2 separate regions of the Mus musculus genome follow, and region 1 is linked to region 2. A link is a contact called in public promoter capture Hi-C data. All regions are on one chromosome and are shown on one strand. Each heading gives the region's core, a stretch centred on a gene start, on an enhancer-like site or on the middle of the called end of the contact. The rest is flanking DNA. Distances are from core to core; before and after follow the strand shown. Region 1 holds the start of Alox12e (arachidonate lipoxygenase, epidermal). Region 2 holds the start of Sat2 (spermidine/spermine N1-acetyl transferase 2).

What was found. Promoter capture Hi-C pulls out the DNA fragments that hold promoters and counts their contacts.
Region 1: a promoter capture Hi-C map of liver shows a contact between it and region 2, with 2.1 times the contacts expected there. The contact joins the promoter of Alox12e here to the promoter of Sat2 in region 2. A contact is called at or near these places in 2 of 39 promoter capture datasets (both in liver).

What each region holds. Positions count from the first base shown.
Region 1 is chr11:70,320,416-70,324,686 of GRCm38.p6, forward strand. Alox12e (arachidonate lipoxygenase, epidermal) reads right to left here and starts at 2,115. Exons shown (of 14, transcript NM_145684.2): 1 at 1,907-2,115; 2 at 1,270-1,471; 3 at 1,017-1,098; 4 at 813-935; 5 at 621-724; 6 at 315-475. The coding sequence starts at 2,041.
Region 2 is chr11:69,619,761-69,624,199 of GRCm38.p6, forward strand. Sat2 (spermidine/spermine N1-acetyl transferase 2) reads left to right here and starts at 2,292. Exons shown (of 6, transcript NM_026991.3): 1 at 2,292-2,572; 2 at 2,733-2,784; 3 at 2,947-3,030; 4 at 3,100-3,201; 5 at 3,352-3,392; 6 at 3,731-4,118. The coding sequence starts at 2,507. The coding sequence ends at 3,898.

The DNA of each region.
Region 1 (4,271 bases), core at 865-3,364, 700 kb after region 2:
TAAGAGGCAGGAGATATTACTAGGACATTACTATACAGGGGAACACCCTAAAAGAAAGAATTATATAGGTCACAACCATGGCATAGCTCCAAAGTTGAGAAACTCCAAGTGATGATGAAACCTGTCACCATTTTGTATGCTAACCTTAAAAAATGATCTAAGAAAAGAAATCCTAAATGCAGATAAAGGAGGGTATTGATGATGGAGTCACACAAGGAGAGGTGGGGGGGAAGGAAGCAAGGAAAGGGAAAGAAATCGGTCAGAACCATGGGGATGGGGTTGGGTGCATAAGCTAAACAGAGGCAGCTCAGCACCTTGAGCTCCTTCTCCAGCTGGGTCTGTACGTCTTCCATCCCTGGAGGCAGGACCAGCCGGGCTGGAAGGCGCATGGACCGCCTCAGGAGCATGGGGTTTGCACCGTTGAGGAACTGGTACCCAAAGAGAGCATCTTCCTTCCAGGAACCACGGACCCGCTCTGAAGACATCCGTTGAGAACACAGTGTGAGCTCTAAACGTGCCCTCCAGCCAACCCATCATCTCCTGCCCTCTCTCCCCAGTTCTCTCGGATAGCTGGGTTGGAATTCTGATTAAAGAGACTTTAGGAAATTGTGGTCACTGACCAGGCAGAGCAGTCTTTGTATGTGGGAATACTTTCTGGTAATCTTCCAGCTTTTGTACACGACTTACAAAATCTAGAGTCCCCTTAATAGCAAAGTTCTTCAACCTGTGCAAAGAACACCGTGCAAGAAGATCAAGAAAGAGCCCACCTTACAGCTTAAGGCGAAACTGCGCAAACTCAACCAAGTACTCACTCTTTGACCAGAGAGAGGGAAAAATCTAAATCCTTATCCTTCATGAATCTCTGGTTCCGGGGGAGGTCCCGTTCAGTACTCCCTGCTATAGGCAGGATTAATCCCTCCTTCCAGGAGCCCCACCTGGGGAACAGATACGGAGCCTTACGTGAGACAGTGGGTTTGGAGGCTCTAGAGGGCGATCGACAGTTTTCTTGAACTCACCGATACACATTCCTTCTGTTCTCCAGCTCCTGCTCTCGATACTTCCTAAACAGGTTCTGAGTGTCATCAGTTACCTTCAGGGCTGGAAGAAGCAGACACAAAAGTGTGTCCTCTTAGGGCACCGCTCTGTGCCCTCCATCTCATCCTTTCTCGTCTCCCCCGCTCCCCTCTATCTCTAATCTTTTCTGTAATTTATTTCATAACAAGCCCAACGACCTCCTGCATCCTTCAGCGGCACCGCCAGAGTCCTCACCAGTGCCCTCGGTTAGGCAGATAGTCTCCTTGCCCTGCACCCAACTGTAGCAGGGGAAAAAGGCTTCTCCTTGGGTCCCAGGGCCCTGCACAGTGATGCTCTTGCAGAACCAGTCAGAATCCAATAGGCCTTTCTGTTTGCGCAGCTTCACCGCCAGGAGGCGCCCTAGATGCAAGGGGACGTCGACCTCCAGCTCTGTCTTCTGTGGGATAGGACACAGCTCCTAAGCAAGTCTGGGGTCCTCCGTGTGGGCAGCAGTGTCAGTGAGCCCTCGGAGAAGCTTGGCTTTGGCTCCAATTGCCCTTCTAAGAAGCACTCAAGGAAAGAGACCTGAACCGAGTGGCGTCGAGGAAGGAGCGGGGCGCTCTGCTGGGCTCCAGGCTCCTCTGTGCACCTGCAGCGCTCCCCAGTGTTGTCTCATCCCCGCCCCCTCTTTCTGCCCAGCCCCTCTCTCCTATTCCTTTCTCTGTCCCCTTTTCTCGCAGCCAGCCCACCTGCGCCTGCTATCACTCCCGGATCACCTTCTCAGTGGTTCTCTGGGATCAGGCTTCCTCCCCTCCCCACAGTTCCCAGAACCCCTGCAGAGTCTCAGATCCCCGGTTCTCCGCGAGAGCCCCACGTAGTGGCCGGCACTCACCCTTCCCAGCAGTGGCCGCAGCTGCTTCCCAAGGTCCGCCTCTCCATGCTCGCCCACCAGCCACAGATGCACCAGGTTGGCGGAGCCCGCAAAAACCGAGTCTCCAGTGGCTACGAGGATCTTGTACTTGACCATCTCGGCTGATCCTCTAGAGGGACCTGGGGGGAAACTGCTCTTAAGAGGATCTGAGAGGCTGCCTCCAGAGAGTCACACCTAGACCAGAGTTTGGTGTATTTGAATTGCCCCCGCCCACTCAGGTCCCTCCCCAACTAAGGAGCAGGTATCTGATTCTCACCTTCACTGTCTCTAGATGGTTTGCCAGCAGTTTCCAAAAATGCATCCCTACCTTGTTTTCTTGGCAAGGGCTTCATGCCCAGCCCTGAGCTAAGCACATCAGCTAGCTAAGTCTCACGCCCACCCAATTTTAGTGGAAAAAAAAAGCGCAGCAGGCAGTGATGACAGCAGTAGAAAGGCTTTGGGTGGGGCGCGCTTTTCCGTGGAAGTGAGCTTAGCATCTTGGCAAGGACCAAAGAGTTTTGTTGTTGTTTTTGTTGAGGACAGGTGCAGTAGAGGTGTTCATTGTTCAAACTGGAGAGCCCGAGGAGGGAGTTTGGAATTTCCCTATAGTCTGGAAGTTTCCATTGGACCTCCCTGAAACCTGATCTTTGAAGACAAAGCTTTAGGCTGAGCACCCATACTGTGGACAAACTGCAGGGAAGGGGACAGGGAAAGGAACAGGAGAGAGGACTCTCTTCAGGACTAAGTCTTCCCACCACATCTCCCAGAGTTCGGCCCCCCTTCCTCCTCAGAGCGAGTACAGGGGTATACCTCTCTGTCCTGTGACACTCCTGCCTCTGTCCAGGTGCTCCTGTGCTCCTGTGGACAAAAGTCCCTGAATCCACAATGGATTTTGCTTAAGAGCTAACTACTTAACTAACTGATCCCTTGCCTCGTGGTCGAAGAGTCCGTCAAAACATGCGGCTGAGAGCCGGGCGTGGTGCACGCCTTTAATCCCAGCACTCGGGAGGCAGAGGCAGGCGGATTTCTGAGTTCGAGGCCAGCCTGGTCTACAAAGTGAGTGCCAGGATAGCCAGGGCTTCACAGAGAAACCCTGTCTCGAAAAAAACAAAAACAAAAACAAAAACAACAAAACAAAACAAAACAAAACAAAAAAACATGCGACTGAGACCTGAATCTAAAAGTATAGATGTACTTTCTCAGACAAACGGGGGGGGGGGGGGGGGGAGGACACGGACTTGCCATTAGTTTATAGTGGAGCGGGTGCTTGAAGGATCTTGCAGAACAAACACTAAATGCAACTTGTCTAGTTCTTTACCAGTTTTCCCTCAGCCTTTCTTGTTGTTTGTTTTTGGAGACAGGCCCAACCCCTTTCTTGTGTTCCTTTCACTCCAGGACCCCTGCAGAGTCCCAGGTCCCCAGGTCTCTGTGAGCCCAGTTGTGGTCCTGCACTCGCCCTTCCCAGGAGAGCTGAGACAGCCCTGGTTGTCCTGGAACTCACTCTGTAGACCAGGCTGGTCTTGAACTCAGAGAGATCCATCTGCCTCTGCCTCTGCCTCTGCCTCTGCCTCTGCCTCTGCCTCTGCCTCTGCCTCTGCCTCTGCCTCTGCCTCTGCCTCTGCCTCTGCCTCTGCCTCTGCCTCTGCCTCTGCCTCTGCCTCTGCCCCTGGGTGCTGGAATTAAAGGCTTGTGCCACCATGCCTGGCTTTTTATTTTTTAAACAGTTATCTTGGCTACTTCGCATCAGTATCATGGCAGGGCTTTTTAAATGCATCTTGCTTATATAGTCAGAGAATATTCTATTTGATTCTAATTTTAAAAATATAGCTATGCTACCATCCCAGTGCTAATATTTGTTTATGGGTTGCACAATTTTACAATAATCATAGTTCACGTATCCCCCCATTGATACATGTTCTCATTATACTCCATTTAGCCCAGGCTGCCCGGAATTGCAGTTTTTCCATGACAGGCTCCAGAGTCCTGTGTTCTTTCTCATGGGGTGTGTGTGTGTGTGTGTGTGTGTGTGTGTGTGTGTAGACCAGAGAAGAACTTTTGGGAGTATCTTTCTCTATTGATCCCTACCTTATTTCCTTGAGACAAAGCCTCTCACTGGCCCAGGAGTTCACCATTCTGTCTAGGCTGACTGGCCAGTGAGATCTCAGGACCTGCTCATCGCTACTCCCTGCGTGTGCTGGGGTCACAGGCACTCAAAGCCATGCCTAGCTTACTTTGTGGGTCTTGAGGGTTGAAATGTAGGGCCTCCTGTGGCCCTCTTCCCCAGCCTCAAACAACTGTTCTTAGCAGGCATACAGTTTACCAGGCAGGCACTGAAATGTCACACTCT
Region 2 (4,439 bases), core at 1,042-3,541:
TCGGAAGAACAGTTGAGTGCTCTTACCCACTGAGCCATCTCACCAGCCCCTGACTGCTTTCTTCTAACCACTGAACCATTTCTTAAGCCTAGAAATACACACATTAAAAAAAAAAAAAAGCATGGAGCTGGAGAGAGGGCTCAGTGGTTAAGAGCACTAGCTGCTCTTGCAGAGAACCCAGGTTCAATTCTCAGCTCACAACTGTCTATAACTCCACTTCCTGGGGACCCAACACCCACACACAGACAGATATGCAGGCAAAACACCAATACATATGTAAGATAGATAGATAGATGGATGGATGGATGGATGGATAGGTAGGTAGGTAGGTAGATAGATAGATAGATAGATAGATAGATAGATAGATAGATAGATAGATAGATAAAAATATAAAAGGCAGTTGGAGAGATGATTTAGAGAGGTGGCTCAGTAGTTGAGAGTGCTGGCTGCTCTTGCAGAGGACTTGGGATCAATTTCCGGAACCCACATAGCAACCCACAAGTACAGTTCTAGGGAATGGACATCCTCTCCTATCCCCTGAGGGATCCTGAGACAAACGTGGTGGACATATATACAGTGCAGGCACAAACACTCCATACCCACACACACAAAAACAAACAAACAAACAAACAAAAACAGATGTAGCGGGGTAGAGGTGGGGGGAGGGAATGTAATCAAAGCTACTGAGGCTCAGATCCAGAGTTCAAGACTTGGTTGGGGAAAGAACTCCAGAGTAGAGAGCTTGCTGTGCAAACAGGAAGCTGTAAGTTTGGATGGCCCACACCTACAATCCACCTGGACTGAGTGGCACACACCTTTGACCCTAGCGCTGGGGAAGATGGAGCAGTAGAGGGTACAGAGGCCAGCCTGCCTAGCAGGATTGACTGCTGAGCTCCAGGCTTCTTGGTGGAAGGCCTCTCTCTCTCTTTCTCTCTCTCTCTCTCTCTCTCTCTCTCTCTCTTTCTCAGAGTAACTGAAGAAGAGATTCAACCTAGACTTCTTGCTCCCCGAGAATTCGCATGCACCAGCAAGCACAACTGCACAGACAGCACACTCACTCACTGAAAATAAAATAAGAACTCAAGGCTGAGTGGGCGTGGTGCTCACACCGACAACCCAAACACTTGACACTGGAGAAGTTGTAAGAGATAAGAGGCTGCTTTGAGTTTGAGGAGAGCCTCAGCTGTATCATGAGTTTCAGGCCAGCATGGGTGTTAGAGTGAGACTCTTTGTCTCAAAAAAACAAAAACAAAAACAAAGCAAAAAAAGAGGTGGACACGGTGGCACAAGATTGTAGCCCCAGTTGCTACTGGAGAACAAAGGGGTATTGAGCCCAGAACATCAAAGGTTTGAGGCTAAGTCAGATATAGTGATATACATAATCCCAGCACTGGGGAGGTAGAGGCAGGAAAATCAGTAGTTCTAGATCATCCTTGGCTACACAGCAAATTTGAGCCTAGCCTGGGCTACATATCCAGGAAAATCTTCCACTCCCTGAAAACCCTATCAGGCCTGGCTTGGTGGCGCACGCCTTTAATCCTAGCACTTGGGAGGCAGAGGCAGGTGGATTTCTGAGTTCGAGGCCAGCCTCTCAAAAACAAAAAACAAACAAACAAAAAAACCACAAAACAACAACAACAACAACAAACCCTATCAGATATAAAGGAGAAAAAAGAATAAGGGACCTGCTGTTACTGTTAATTACAGGGATTTGTTAACAGAACCTAATGAGGAAACGTCAAAACACAACTGTCCCTTTGAGGACACCATTATGAGCCACAAAACAGCTATAGGAATCAAGTGTAGGGCTTTTTTCAGCATGTCCTGAGTACTGGATTTAATGCCTAGAACCAAAGAAGGGAAGGAGGAAAAGCTGCCAGAGGCATAGCACAGGGCTTCCACTACCAAAGACAGCTACAGGAACCGGTCGGGGGTCTTGGGCTCCCTCAGGGTCGGGGATGCCCCAGTGATTAGACGGCTAAGAGTGAAAACTAAAGCAGCTAACTGGAGTGTACTCTAACTAAAGCAGGGTAGGGGAGGACTTTTAAGCTTGAGGTATGTACGACACAGACTGGATAGCCAAGGCTACACAGAGAAACCCTGTCTCGAAAAACCAAAATAAATAAATAAAATACAAAATACAAAAAATAAACAAACAAACAGGAAGCTTAAGTAGTCCGGCGCAGAGTCCAGTCACTGGACAGCGAGGCGAGGCGGGACCAGGGGGTGGGGGTGGGGAAATGGTCGTAAGCAGCAAGCTGATTGGCTGCAGGGAGGCCCGGAGGGGGCTCAGAATTTAAGGCCTTTTCTGGCAGAAGAGACCACCAGGCCGGCTAATCCTCCCAGCTGAGACCGGTTGGTGCCAGAATCTTGTCTAGAAGCTTCTAGCATTTCTTCTGCCCCTCGCTCCCAGCACTTTGAGACCTGAGCTTTGAGACCAGACCTCCGCGGTTCTGCAAACGTGGGAGTTGTCTGTGATCTTTGATTTTTGACAGTGAGGCTCGGAATGGCTTCCACGCGAATCCGAGAGGCCAGGGAGAGCGATTGTGGAGACATTATGAGGATGATCCGGGTAAAGACTGCGGTTTGGAAAAACAGTGCGGGGTGGGGGTGGGGGGCTGGGAGCAGTTTGGCTGGAGTTGGGGAGTCAGAAATGAGGGTGCACCTTTGGACCCTGTTCTCAGAGATCAGGACCTTCCTGCCTTAATGTTGTTTTGGTACCCCTGTTATAGGAACTGGCAGAGTTCGAGAAACTGTCCCATCAGGTGAAGATCAGTGAAGAAGGTGGGTGAGGCTGTGCACCTGGGTCCTGATTGAGATGGGGGGCGGGTGATGGGGTGGAAGGATGGAGTCCTAAGATCGTAACTACTGGACTGGGCTTTACTCCAAGTTCCGGTTTTTCCCGGCCCATCTCTGCCTTTTTTGTCATACCTCCAATCTTTATAGCTCTGCGAGCAGATGGCTTTGGAGAGAACCCTTTCTTTCACTGTTTGGTGGCAGAGATTATCCCAGCACCTGGGGAGTCACAAGGTAAGGAAGCCTGCAGTTATCCTCCGTGTTTTTCCTCCCAAAAGCCTCACTCTTCTCTCTCATTTTCAGGGTCCCTTGTGGTGGGCTATGGGCTGTACTACTTCATCTATAGCACATGGACCGGACGAAACGTTTATCTGGAAGACATCTATGTGATGCCGCAATATCGGGGTACTGGCTGGGGCTAAGGATGGACAGAATGCCCACAGACCCAATGAACAGTCCTCAGACCTATCCCATTACCCCAACCTCAGATTATAGTTTCCTTTGATACCCTTTCAACTCAAATAATAGTCCTTCCTGTCCCTTTCTCCACTATAGGTCAAGGGATTGGTACCAAAATAATCAAAAAGGTGGCTGAGGTGAGCAAAGGGGTGGGGCTTACAAACTAGTTACCGCCCCCAAACGAAAGCCAGCCAGTCAGCCAAACCATCAATCAATCAATCAATCAATCAGTCACGTAAGTGGGAGTGTCGAGGTTGAATGAGGGGGATGAGAAAGATTTTTCTTTTTATTGTTTGTTGTTCAAGACAGGGTTTCTCTGTGTAGTCCTGATTGTCCTAGAACTTGCTCTGTAGACCAGGCTGGCCTCCAACTCAGAGGTCTGCCTGCCTCTGCAGGAATTAAAGGTGCTGGGATTAAAGGTGTGTGCCAGCCATTAGTTTTTGAGCCCTGTGCAGTAAGCGTATGTCTTCTACAGGTTGCCCTGAATAAGGGTTGCTCCCAGTTCCGCCTGGCAGTTCTGGATTGGAACAAGAAGGCCGTGAACTTGTACAAATTTCTAGGGGCTCAAGATCTGACTGAATCGGAAGGCTGGCTCTCCTTTCGATTTGAAGGCGAGGCAATGAGGGAGTTGGCAGGACGCTGACTTACGCCCTCTCTCTCCTGCCTCTTCTTTGGGATCACCATATCAAGTTTTCCTAAGACCATAACCATAGGCACTGACCCAGACAGACGCTCGCTCACCCAGAGGCCTCCCAGGGTGCAGACTCCTGAAGTACAGAAAGAGTGGAAGAGGGAGAAGCCTTATTAGGAACCACAAATAAAATACTTGCTTTGCCCTCATGGGTAGAGGATGTGATGCTGCAGCCATTTTGAAGCCCTTCTATTTGAACATTGTTCTGATGAGGGCTGGGACAGCCAAAGAGGCAGGGGTCATGGAGGCCTCAAGGACTCTGGGCACCCTAGTCTTGCCTCTAGCCTGTTAGAAAAAAAAAAAAAAAAAAAAAAAGAACAAGAGGGAATAAGCAATGGTATATCAAGCTTGTCATTCATCTTTGGAACCCAAAGATATTTTAGGACTAATGCGATAAAGGCCGCAGACTGTGCGCTGCCGTCAGCATTTCAAGGGACACTGGGAAGGAGCAATTGCCTCCCCTTGACTAATCAACCTCTACTAGGTAGGTATG